Regions from separate parts of the Mus musculus genome. Here region 2 is linked to region 1. A link is a contact called in public HiChIP or PLAC-seq data. All regions are on one chromosome and are shown on one strand. Each heading gives the region's core, a stretch centred on a gene start, on an enhancer-like site or on the middle of the called end of the contact. The rest is flanking DNA. Distances are from core to core; before and after follow the strand shown. Region 1 overlaps Tcf20 (transcription factor 20). Region 2 has its middle 11 kb from the start of AW121686.

Evidence for each region. HiChIP or PLAC-seq counts read pairs in DNA pulled down with a chosen protein or histone mark.
Region 2: an H3K27ac HiChIP or PLAC-seq map of SST interneurons shows a contact between it and region 1, with 2.8 times the contacts expected there. The contact joins two enhancer-like sites. A contact is called at or near these places in 11 of 39 promoter capture datasets (the 3T3-L1 cell line, 3T3-L1-derived adipocytes, the HPC-7 cell line and 6 more), 2 of 15 datasets of contacts at CTCF or cohesin (CD8 T cells and pro-B cells), 9 of 484 Hi-C or Micro-C datasets (bone marrow-derived macrophages, cortical neurons, embryonic stem cells and 4 more), 2 of 115 datasets of contacts at active chromatin or transcription factors (SST interneurons and embryonic limb bud) and 2 of 9 other capture datasets (liver and pancreatic islet).

Annotation. Positions count from the first base shown.
Region 1 is chr15:82,827,293-82,833,798 of GRCm38.p6, reverse strand. The region is part of intron 2 of Tcf20 (transcription factor 20); the gene reads left to right. Among named protein-coding and RNA genes, the nearest start is that of Cyp2d26, 36 kb to the right of the region's middle. Within about 2 kb of position 3,663, at least 7 of the 459 cell types and tissues checked have an H3K27ac peak or open chromatin away from gene starts, as enhancers often do. A contact at or near this core is called in SST interneurons, where this site is marked.
Region 2 is chr15:82,967,321-82,973,425 of GRCm38.p6, reverse strand. It overlaps a transcript of Tcf20 not described here. Among named protein-coding and RNA genes, the nearest start is that of AW121686, 11 kb to the left of the region's middle. Within about 2 kb of position 4,840, at least 86 of the 459 cell types and tissues checked have an H3K27ac peak or open chromatin away from gene starts, as enhancers often do. A contact at or near this core is called in SST interneurons, where this site is marked.

The sequences.
Region 1 (6,506 bases), core at 2,414-4,913:
CTTCTTAAATTATTATTATTATTGCTGATCCTGAAGACTAAAACTACAGAGAATCGGAGTTAGGGAATTGCAGAGCATTTAAAACCCACAGCAAGTGGCTAGTACCTGTGCCTACTATAATGACAGATCAAGTTCAGCCCATGTGTGATAATTATGAGCTTTCCTCTTTATGGATAACTTGTTAGGAATAATTACTGCTACCCACCTCAGTACCACATGTTTGTTTATCATCATCTGTAGTGCTCACACTGAAGCAAGATGACTGAGCATACGTAAAGATATTGTGCGTGAAATGTTTAGCAACTACCCCCCCTGTTCTCCAACCTGGTCTCCTGCTGCTGAAATGGAAAGTAACAGAAAATGACGAGAAATGCCACTGTTAGTTTTTGTTGCTTTTATACAGAGCATCCTAGGAGTGCCCTATGTGGCCCCCCTTTTAGAAAGAAAGAAAGAAAGAAAGAAAGAAAGAAGGAAAGAAAGAAAGAGAAAGAAAGAAGGAAAGGAAGGAAAGGAAAGGAAGGAAAGGAAGGAAAGAAAAGAAAGAAAGAAAGAAAGAAAGAAAGAAAGGAAGAAAGAAAGGAAGAAAGAAAGGAAGGAAGGAAGAGAAGGGAATAAAAGCAAGCAAGCAAGCTTTTGGCCTTCTTTGTAATAAGCATGTTCAGGGCTTTTTGTTTTATTTTTCTCCTTTAACCAGTGCCTTATATAACAAGATCCTCTTTACACTTCTCAGCTGGATATTTATCTCCATGTTACTGACTTAAAGACATACAAACACACCAGTCTTTCAAAGTCCAAGAGATAATGAGCAAGCCAGCTTGGTCTACAGAGTGAGTTCCAGGACAGCCAAGGTTACACAGAGAATGAATAAATGAATGAATGAAATAGACAGACAGACAGACAGAGATAAATAGAGCAAACAAGAAGCATTGGTGTGGTCTTTTTAACCCTTTTTCTTGCTAAATGATAAAATCTAATGTCTAAGTTGTGTGTACTATAATATATTCTTCCCTGATCAAGGTTGTAACTAAGTTCTGCTATCCTGGCAGGTGAAACACAGAAATTTTGTAAAGATGAAGGAAAAAAGCCTTCAAACTTGATTGAAAAAATTCTGATTTCATTGTAAACTGAAGGTAGGCCATACCTATGGACACAGGCAATAAGAATGCTCTCCTCTTGGCCCAGAGTGGTGGAGGCCAGGAACATCATTAAGAGAGGCTGACACTTACACTGGGATTTTGATCCCACATTTTGCTTTTTTTTTTTTTTTTTCTTCTTTTTTTGCATTATTTCTGGAGCCAACTACACCCCACAACTGCCACTCCCTTACCCAGAGATACTAACTGTGGGCAGTTTTTAAATGTAGCTTGAAAGGCGTTCTCAAGGGAATACTTTTCAGCTTCAGTAGCACAACTTTTCTGGTTATATATCCTAGTGGCCTTGAGCTTGCCTGCTCGTATGTGCCACTTTGCCCAGAAGACCCCCCCTCTTTTTTTTTTTTTTTTTTTTTTACTTTGAAAAAATTTACACTTGTTTATTATTTTTATGAATGTATGCTGTGGTCCACATGTGGAATTCACAGGACAGCTTGTAGGAGGAGCCTGCTCTCTCCTTCAAGTCGGTCTAGTCCTAGAACTACTTTTTGATGGGAGGTCTTATGGGAGTGAGGATGGACAGTTTTATTGAGAGATTGTTTCTATCTTTGGGGACTTTGAGCTATATGTGATTTTTTTTTTTTCTTTTCCTTCCTTCTTTCCTTTTCTTCCTTTGATTTCTTTCCTCTTTCGTTCCTTAACTTCCTTCCCTTCCTTTCTTTCTTTCCTTTCCCTCTCCCTCCTTCCCTCCCTCCCTCTTTTCTCTTTTCTTTTTTTTCCTGTCTTGTCTTGTCTTGTCTTGTCTTGTCCTGTCCTGTCCTGTCCTGTCCTGTCCTGTCCTGTCCTGTCCTGTCCTGTCCTGACCTGTCTTTTCATACAAGGTGTCTTGCTTTAAGTCAGCTGGCCAGACTTAATTCTTCTGCCTTCTGGCTTACAGGTGTACCACCATGACGGATGTGATGTAGTTGCTCAGATTGGCTTAGTAAGCCCTTCTCAGATTGTCAGTGGTTTTGAACTCTTGCTAATTCTTTCATTTATGTGTTCATGTGTATTTCAGTCCCCATTTAAACATCTTCAAACAAGAGACTTTTTAAAAAAAGAGTATTGCTCAACCATGGAAGACCTGAGAGTGGAAGTCCAGTGAAAGTAAATAGTAGCCAGGGGTTTAATCTGCCTTAATTTAATAGACTATTAGATATTTACTGTACCCAAGTTTTGACATTAGTAGATGCCAAGAATGTAACACATGTACAAAGATCTTTTATGTTTTTTATAAATCAAATAATTACATTTTTTGTTGTTTGTAAGATTCTTTTACAGTGATTTTACACATTTGCGAGGAAAGTAAAGCAAGTGTCCCCATTTTACAAGAGTAGGGTTGATAGGATGGCTTTTTGACCCTCAGTCTTTTGTTCACAAGACCTGTGCTGTTTTGGATCAGGATAATAGTCAAATTAGACCAACCATGTTTAGTCTAAAGTGTCAATCAAACCTGGAGACTTTGTGTTAAGTACAAAAGTGGGTTTTAACCAGTGAGTGCTGCTAACGTGACTGCTAGCTGACTTCTTGTACTTTTGAGGCCCGGATTTAATGAATTCAGGTTTTGAAATTGACACTTGCAGAACAGCTGTGGGCCTTGAGTAATACTAGTACATCTGTGCACCTATCAGAGCGTCAAACAAATGGGCCTGAAGATCAAGTACTGTGGCCTGCCTCGGCGCTCTGAGTTGGATGTGAGGGACACTTGGGCTATGCTGCTGCTGCTTCTTAAAAAAGATTTTATTTAATTTATAATGTGAGTACACTGTCACAGTCAGATCTCATTACAGATGGTTGTGAGCCACCGTGTGGTTGCTGGGAATTGAACTCAGGACCTTTAGAAGACCGATGGGTGCTCTTAACTGCTGGGCCATCTCTCCAGCCCTCAGGGTATGGTTCTAGGGCTGGCATGAGTGCCATCCTCCAAGACAACATACGTTGTGCTCTCAGATAAGAACTTTGATAGAGAAACCTCAGGAGATAATCTTGCTCCAGGAAAAGACTAAAGCCTACTCTGTCGTGGCCAACACTTTAAAGCCTCTGGAAAGTAAGTTAATGGGATAAAAAGTTGCATCCCATGGCCATAAAGGGTAGTGTAATGCCTTGGCTAGAGACCATATTGCAGTCATGTAGCAGGAGTACATAGTGAGCTTCACAGATGTTTCTGCCCTAGATATAGGAGGTATAATTAAGAGAGAATAAACATCTTGCTGGTAGCCAAAGATGAATACTTTTCCTACATTTCCCCAAGCATCAGCTTTTTAATGAATATTGAAAAAGTCAACTTCATTAGTTTTCTTTAAGGCTCTAATGTGTATTCCTTGTATTCTTTCCATCAGCCTGTGTTTTCAGTGTGCCTGGTCCAGGGGTGCTAGAGTAAGTACTGTAGGCATGAACAAAAGAATGCAGTGCTGAAAGCTAGGATACAGGCTGACAAGGCTTGCTCAGAATTGATCGGTATCGAAGCACTGCCCAACTGCTGCAGTGCTCGAGGCTGCTCAGCGATGTTCTTAGGCAGCTTATTCAGGTCACTGTTAGCTCGCAGAGGGAAATGTTGTTGTGGGCGTGAAGAGTTATACAGTATTCTTCCTTTGCAGCCTCCCTCAGATGAGGATTTGATGGCTCCTAGTTGATTTAGCCACTGTAGTTTGCCACTTCAAGTCACCAAACACTGCTTCTAGACACTTGTGAAAGGCTAGGCTGCATGAATGTTTTTTAAAATATGCCCAGAAACTAAGACATCTTGTAATTTATTGACAAGTTTCTGGTGTCTAGAAATATAAGGATTTTATGTTTTGTTTTTTTGTTTTTGTTAGAGTTGCTTAATTTTTACTCTTTTTTCTATTAAAAGAAATTAAATGAAAATTTCTCTTCCATTGTCAGTTTAAGATGTTATCTATTTGAAAAAAAGCATCTTAGTGTGATGCCAACATACCTATAATCTTAGTATCTATAGGAGGCATGTGGACCTTTATAAATTTGAGATCAGTCTAGCCTACATAGCAAGTGCACAGGCCATGTCAAGGCTTTAAAAAAAGGAAAGGAAGGAAATTAAATTCAAGGCTAGTCTGAGCTATATGAGACCCTATCTCAAAAAAGTTAAAATGTGTCAAGATTTAAAGTCATAATGTAGCTTGCACTGAGCCTGTTCAGTCTGGGTACTGCCACTGCTCTGCCTGCTCACTCTTCCTCAGTCAAGGACACTTGCTATGGTGGGGCTTAGTGTGATATAATTACAGTGTGGGAAAAGTGAAGGGAAAGTTTTTCTTCAGGGAAAACGAGTAAAAATCTAATTGGAAGTTATACTGGCTAAAGTACAGGTTAGGGTGTAGAGCAGACACATGGAGAATTTATAGAAATTGGTTTTTATATTTTGTCTTTGTCAATTGGCACATGGGAGGCACATTGATTGATTGATTGATTGTTTAGAATTTCTCTTGTTTGATTGTTTTGTTTTGTTAAGTAGACCAGGCTGGCCTGGAACACAGAGCTCCACCAAGCTGCCTCGTGAGTACTGGGATTAAAAGCATTAGTTTAATTAGCCAGACAGTGGTGGCGCACGCCTTTAATCCCAGCACTTGGGAGGCAGAGACAGGTGGATTTCTGAGTTCGAGGCCAGCCTGGTCTACAGAGTGAGTTCCAGGACAGCCAGAGCTACACAGAGAAACCCCTGTCTCCAAAAAAAAAAAAAAAAAAAAAAAAAAAAAAAAAAAAAAAAGGCATTAGTTCTTGTAAACTGTTGGATGGTTAAATGAATGAACGGAACTAAGAGAAGCATGACAGGGTGAGGAGTGTAGAATTTGTGGTTAGTAGGAAAAGCTATAGGTCTGTGTTCTTTGCTTTAGTTTCTGCTTCTTCACCTAGAAAAAAGGAAAAAAAAATGAACAGACTCACTGTGCCACCTTTGGGGACCTTGAGATAGCAAAGCTGACTTGATGAAAAGGCAATGAAATTGTATTGTTTCCCATGAGGGAGAAATTTGTTACATTAAAGAATGTAAGAGAAAAATGAGCAGTCACTTCTGTGTCACTGTGAGCTGCTCAGTAATGCCTTGCCATGATTTCCTTGCCATGACATACACATGCCTGTTGCATTACAGGTTTTTGTTTTTTTGTTTGTTTGTTTTTTTGAGACAGGGTTTCTCTTACAGTTTTTAGGTTACAAGTCCAATGTGAGCCCCACTTGGTGGAATTTGGTTGTTATCTGTGCTCTGCCCTCTTTCTGGAAGCGTAGAGACGATTTTTGCTCACCTTTTTTGAGCTATAACTACCTGCATTCTTTGGCTTGAGGCCCTTTCTTCCATCTCACATGAGCCTGCTCCCATTTCTACATCTCTCTGAAGCCTACATCTCGGCCCCACTCTGAGAGGATCTTTGTTTTATCAATGTGTTGAAAATAGATCCATACCCAGATGATTAGTGCACTGTCCCCGCCTTGAGACTTACTTCTCTACAAAAGCATTAAAAATCACTGACACTGGGAATTCAGATGAACATCATTGGAGGCCTCAGTTCTGCTTTCACACCCATAATCTTTAGTTTGCTGTATAGGGTATACAGAAGTCTAGTAGAGAAAACACTAAATAACTCTCAGAAAACATAAATTCTAGCCAGTCCTTTAAATTCATGGGTCTGTGTTTTAAGTTAAGGAGTTAACTAATGGTTCTGAATCTGCATTGTGTATTACAATGACTTAGAGTGAGGATTTGCCCTTCCTGTTTAGCTCTTCGTGCTGTTTCTGGTCTCCACACTATAGTTGTGTGAAGCATACTTATAATCCTTATAATCCCTGCAGGATCTGTTTTTTAGGTGCAATGTAGTCAGTTTTATTGCACTTTTAAAAATTTTGTCTGTATGAATATTTTGGCTACATGCTTGTGTGTACCACATTAGTGCCTGGTGCCTCAGGAAGTCATTAATTACATCCCCTGGAACTCTGGTGTTAGAAAGCGGCTGTGGGTGCTGGAAACAAAACTTGGGTCTTCTGGAAGAATATCAGCTGTTCTTGACCACTGATCCATCTCTCCAGCTCCATATCATCACTTTAGTTGAAAGAGGCAGGTTGCTTTCAGAGCTCCTACAAAGGACAAAGCAACTGGTGTTTAAATAGGAAGGGAACAGATATCCATGTTCCAGTCCCTTGTTTTCTCTGTTCTCATCTGTAAATGAGTGATAACAAGGCCACTTTATGGGTGATTGTTAACTTTTTGATCTGTAGGACATGTGTAGAGTGTCATTGGCCTGTAGTGATCTTGGGTAACATAATAGCGGTTCTGAGCCAGCCACTATTTTAAGTTTGGATTGATGCATACAGTACTGACCATTTCTGTGAGGTGAGCACTGTTTGTACTGTCCTTAAGTGTGGATTCAATAAAGG
Region 2 (6,105 bases), core at 3,591-6,090, 140 kb before region 1:
GACAGCCAGGGCTACAGAGAAACCCTGTCTCGAAAAACAAAAACAAACAAACAAACAAACAAATAAGCCACAGGGGTCCTTCTGGGGACTCCCTCTTTAACTTCCAGCACACTAACTTATGGGACATAGAATCACTTCCTCTGGGTTCTAGAAAGAATGTGTGAAGGTGCAGGCTTCATGCTGCTGAGGCCCTGGACAGCCGTTCTACAAGTAGGACAGAAAGAGAAAGGGTCTGTACACCTTGTGTGAAAGTGTGGCGCAGGTGTGGAGTGGGCCGTGTATGAGTGTCGGGCAGGCCGCAAAACCAGCTGGCGCATCCTTGGAGGAAGGGTTGTGTGCCCAAGTACAGTGTCTGGCGTTTATAGTTAGGGCCATGGAAGACCATGTAAGGAGCATAAACGAGAAAAGGCAAGTATGTGACGTGTGGGGTTGGACAGTCAGTGAGGAAGCCTTGGCCTTGGCCAGGTGAGAGAGGAGATCCAACTTCCTGTGATAGGGTGCCACAGGGGATGGGGCTAGGAAATATCATGGGGCCAGTGGGTAGAGCTGCTAAGTGGATCTAGGACTGCTTGTGGAGTTCCCATCAGCTACCTCAGGTGGACTCTCATTGGAAATGTCCCCCTCCTCCTCCTGGGCTCATTCCCCCTCGCACTGCTGTTATTCCCACAATGGCTTGGTGTTAGCTCTGGTTCCTTCCCAGTTTGTATCTCTTCTTTACCTGTGTGGCCTCTATGCAAGGTTGGACTGACTCTTCCTGCCTGGGCCAGGGCCAATGGTGTCCCCTGACCTGCCTCTCAGCTTCACACTGTGTCTTGGGGTTTCCCCTTCTTCATCCTCACAGTGCAGTGCACTGACTGATGGAGCAGAAGTTCCCTTCTGCTCTCACCAGCAGCCTTGCTTTGTGCTGTGATCAAGGTACCCCGAGCACACATCATGTGCTGTATGGAAAGGAAGAATCAGCCAGGGGTGAGGACCATAAGGCCTCTCTGGGGACCAGGAGCATCCAGACCTGAGGCAGGGGCAGATCAGGCCCATTGAAGAAATCATGTCAAGCCTCGCAGGTCAAAGGGTCTGGTGTCTGGCAGGGACCATTGCTATAGGATGGTGGCTTGAAGGGGCAGTGGCTGAGCCTTACCAGATCATAGAGCTGGATCATGGGGACTTGTGGGAGTAAAACTGAAGTGCAAGGACCCCACTTTTTAAAGACCTTCACTGAAATGTAATTTACACACTGTAACATTTTTTTCCCTATAACTAGTAACTTTGTATATATTGAGTCATACTGTTATGTGATGTTCCTTTCTTTGACAGTTACATACACAGATAAAATTAGCGCAGGCTGGTCTTGAATTCAAAATGCTGGCCTCTGTCTCTCAAGTGCTGGGATTACAGATGTGGGTGCCAACACTTCTGGCTCCACGTCGTTAAAGTGTGTGTGTGTGTGTGTGTGTGTGTGTGTGTGTGTGTGTGTGTGATTTACTGGCTTTTAATATATTTCCAGATGTGTCACCACCAGTTTTGTTTACTTCCAGAATATTTTTTTTTTGTTTGTTTTTTTGAGACAGGGTTTCTCTGTATAGCCCTGGGTGACCTGGAACTCACTTTGTAGACCAGGCTGGCCTCGAACTCAGAAATCTGCCTGCCTCTGCCTCCCGAGTGCTGGGATTAAAGGCGTGTGCCACCACACCCGGCACTTCCGGCACTTTTAATCATCCCAAGAAACCCTGAACCTCTTAACATTCATTCCCATTCCTTCTTTTCCTAGCCCCTGGCCTGTCTACCACCAATTTACTTTCTTTCTCTATGGTTTTGACAGTCTTGAATGCTTAAAATACAAAATTTTAGAAATTAAAAGAAAAGAAAAATAGAGGCAGACAATCTGGGTCCTCTTGCATAGGGTGCTTTCAAGTCTCATCTAGACACTTTGTGCTTTTTCACAGCTGAGTAATAGTCCAAGGAGCACACTTACCACGGTTCGTCTAGGAGTGAACGCCTGAGCTGTCTCCGTCTTTTCAGTGCTGTGAATGATGCAGCACAAATCTAACGGGGAAACTTGTCCTCTTCTGGCCTCCATCCCTCCTCTCCTTCCCCTCTCTTCCCTCCCTCCTCTCTTCCCTCCCTTCCTTTCTGACTTTGTGTGTGTGAACACAAGTGGAGGCCAGAGGTTGGCATCAAGTATCTTCCTCAATATCGCTTCACCTTTTTTAAAAAAGAAAAACATTGAGTATGTGTTTGTATGTGCAGGTACACCCAGGCCGGGGCACACATACAAAGCGTGGAGGGGGATCTTGGTCGTTGGTCTTCACCTCTCACCTTATAAGACAGGCTTTCTTGTGGTCGGCCACTGTGGTGTCCACTTCCCATCTCATCATAGGAGGGCAGGGATTTCAGGTGCATGCTGTTGTGGTTGGCTGCACTGGGGCTTTGAATTCAGGTCACCATGCTTATGGGGCCCCGGCTGTACCTAACACTCCATAGGACCTCACTGTGTAGCTCTGGCTGACTTCAACACCTGATCCTGAGTGCTGGGATTAAAGGCGTGCGCCACCATTGCCTGGCTGTACTTTGACTTCTTTTGGGTGTGCATGACCAGGAGCGGAGTTGTTAGTATCCTGTTCTTGGTGGCGGCGCTATTCTTCACTCCCAGCAGCAATGCACAAAGATTCTAGTTTCTCCACGTGCCCACAAGCACTCACTGTCTCCTATCTTCCTTAATAACAGCCATCCTGATGGGTTTGGAATGTTTCTTTGTATTTTGATCAATCACTGATGATGTATATTGGCTATTTGTATATCTTCTTTTTTTAAAAATTAGGGTTTTATTAGACCAGGTTGTCCTCCAACTTGCTATGCAGCTAAGGATGACCTTAAATGTTTTGTTTAAAAATTGTTACATTCATTATTTTTGTATCTGTGTTTCTATGTGTCTGTCTGTCTGTCTGTCTCTTCTCTCTCTCTCTCTCTCTCTCTCTCTCTCTGTGTGTGTGTGTGTGTGCTGTAATGCCTGTGGAGAACAGAGGACAACTTGAGCTTGCTGAGCTTGTGGGAATTTGGTTCTCATCTTCTGCCATGTCGGTCCAGGGGCTTGAACCCACGTCCTCGGGCTTGTTGGCAAGCACCTTACACAAAGAGTCACCTTGCCGTGACCTTGAACTTTCTATCCCCCTGCCTCTACCTCCTGAGTGCCCAGATTACAAGAGTGCACCACACCCCTCAGGACCCCACCGGGGGTTTTGTACATCTTAGGCCAGCACTCTGCCTTACATCGCCAGCATCTATTTGTGTGTCTTCTTTGGAGAAATACCTGTACACACTCTTGGCTCCTTATAAATTGGTCTGCTCATCCTTTTACAAGAACTGTAGGAATTTTGTATATTTGTGTATTTCTGGATACAAGTCCGTACTAAGGGAAAGGAGTTGGGATGCCAGACCAAGCAGCCAGACTTTCAGAGCCTGTGGGATGTGGACTCAGAGGTCTATTCTGGCAATATGGACAACTGCCCCACCCCACAAACCTCTATCTCTAGCTTCCCTGCTTCTTCCCCAGATATCTCCTGGCCAAGACTTCCAGGGCTACCGTGTCCCCGCCCTGCCGCTCTCCCAGGCCTGTGAAGGCTGGGGATGGGAGAAACTGCCTCCTTTCAAGAGGCCTCAGAGCCGATGCCACCTGCTCTCTGACTGCCATGACACACCACAGCCACCACTCTGTTAGATCAGCTGACCCCCCCCCCCGCACCCCCTGCAGCCCAGAGGCCAAGGCCAAGGCCTCCCAGGAGTTAGCCACCAAGAGAAGAGGCCCAGGAAGGAAGCCTGCCAGGGCAACCGCAGCGGGTGGGTCAGGCCCTCCCTCTCCTTGCTTAGTTAAACTTTCCTGAACTTTCCACAGTTTGTAAGCTGAGCTTCTCTAACTTTGAGAACCTAGGGAAATGTAAGAAAACACCACCCCCACCCCCAGCCCCCCAACCACAGCCACTGGCTGATTCTGCTCAGGCATTTGGGATAATTTTTTTCTCTCTCTGTGTGGTTACTCAGGGCTAGGAGCCCATCTGTAAACACAGGGCCTTGCTGCCTCTTTCTTGTGGTTTGTCATCAGTTTGGGCTGACTGTCCCCGTGCGTCCTGACTGTGGTTCTGTGGCTCGTCAGGAGGCATCCTTTCTGTGTTGTCTGGGTCACCTCACTGCAGGAGGACACAGCTGCTGCCCTCTAGGCACAAGGAACTGAGTGGAAACAGGACTTGATTAGAGCAGAGGGAGACTCAGGTGCAGTTAGGGGTTCAAGGAGCCACTTCTGGATTTTGGGGGGGTGTTAACATATAGAGAACTCCGAATTGTCTTTTGAGAAAGGTTAGGAGTCTTAACAGGGCAGCAGGACAGTCCCAGACAGAGAACAGCATGGGAGGGGGCTCCTGTCACTGGAGAGATCTGCTAAGAGGACCTTACAGCCAGCCACAGAGTCACACTGAGGACAGCTATCCAGGGATGGAGAAAGTAGCGGGTGAGAGAAGAGCCAGCTACGGCCAGCTAACCCTGGCTCCCCAACAGAAAAATTTTTATGGCTCCGCTACATTTACAATGATGCTCCCAAGAGCTAAGCCTCCAGGTCTCCTGTAGTGTTTCCTGGCCTCCCGGCCCACCAGCCTCTGTCCTCCAGATCCCGTGGCTGCTGGCCCCTCTCCCAAGAGAGCTTCTGGGTTGAGACGGCACAGTCTGCTTTTGTAGGATTGGGCCTCGGGCGGGCGGGCTTGCTCCTCTCTCCCGCAGCGCCCCAGCTGGGCCTGCCACCCGCCACCTGCCACCCGCCCACGTGGATCCCCCCTCTGCCCCTGCTGGCGCCGAGGAGGCTTTGGCAGACTCTGGGCCCTGAGGCCTCTCTGCTCAGTGATTACGCGGCAGCCGGTGGGCTCCGGAGCCAGAGCGAGAGATTTATTGTGGTTTTTAGGGGGCGTTTAGGAGCCGACGTGATAATGTCTGTGAACGCACTTTGTAAACTGTAGCGGGGGAGTGCCATGCGCACGCGAGGGGCGGGGAGCTCAGCCCCCACATGACATCCTGGGGCTTAGCTGAGAAGCCCCTCCCTCCAATTTAGAGGGTGGGTGGGCTGGAGAAGTCCTACTAGGCTCTACTAGAAGGGGGAATTCTAGGTTACATCTGAGGGAGCATTAGACTCGCAGGAGCCTCTCTGTGTCACCAAACAGCAAAAGAATGAGCAGTGAGCCAGAAAACTGCCCAAGTTCTCCCTGCTGGTCCAAGAAGCCCCGTTGCACTGGGGAGTAGCTTCCTGACTACTGAGTGGGAGGGAAGCCCCTGAGGTGCCCTTCCTCAGTTCTGCTGCTGCAGGGTGGGGGTTGGGGTTGGGTTAACAGCCCAAGCGGGCTGTCTCCTAGGAGGGGGAGCTGCACACAGGCATTGGAGCATCGCCATTCCACCCTGCGCACTTAATGTCACCACCTGAGGATTGTTTTAAGAGTTACTCGTTTTTATTGTGCGCGCGTGTACGGCATGCACGAGGCACGATTGCCTGAAATGTGTGTATGAGCACGAAGTGGGTGTAGATGCCCCCAAGGCTAACAGAAGGTGTCAGATGCCCCGGAGTTGCCCAGTCCCAGGAACTGAATCTTGGCCATATGCAAGAGCAGCATGCACTCTTAACCTCCAAGCCATCTTTCCAGGCCTTATCTGGAGATTCTTATCCCATTGTGAATATTCACTGAGCACCTTCTATGTGCTTGGCACTGTTTTGCACACTGTGGAGGTACAGTTAGTATAGCAGGAATCAAGACATTCTGAAGTAAGGCATAGTGGCCTAGCTCTGTAATTCTAGCACTTGGGAGGCAGAGGCAGGAGGATGAAGAGTTCAAAGTCATCTTTGGCAACAGAGCAAGTTCAAAGCCAACCCGGGAGATATGAGACCCTGTGTCAAATGAACCCCAAACAACAAAAGGAGGGGTATACCTGAACCCTTATACTCCTGGATTTGGGGGGAAAAGGGTGGAAGTAGATGATACACAGTTCAATAATTAATGCTATAAGTAACGATTGTTATTTTAGAGACCATAAAATGGGCTGGAGAGATGGCTCAGCGGTTAAAAGCACAGAGTGCTCTTC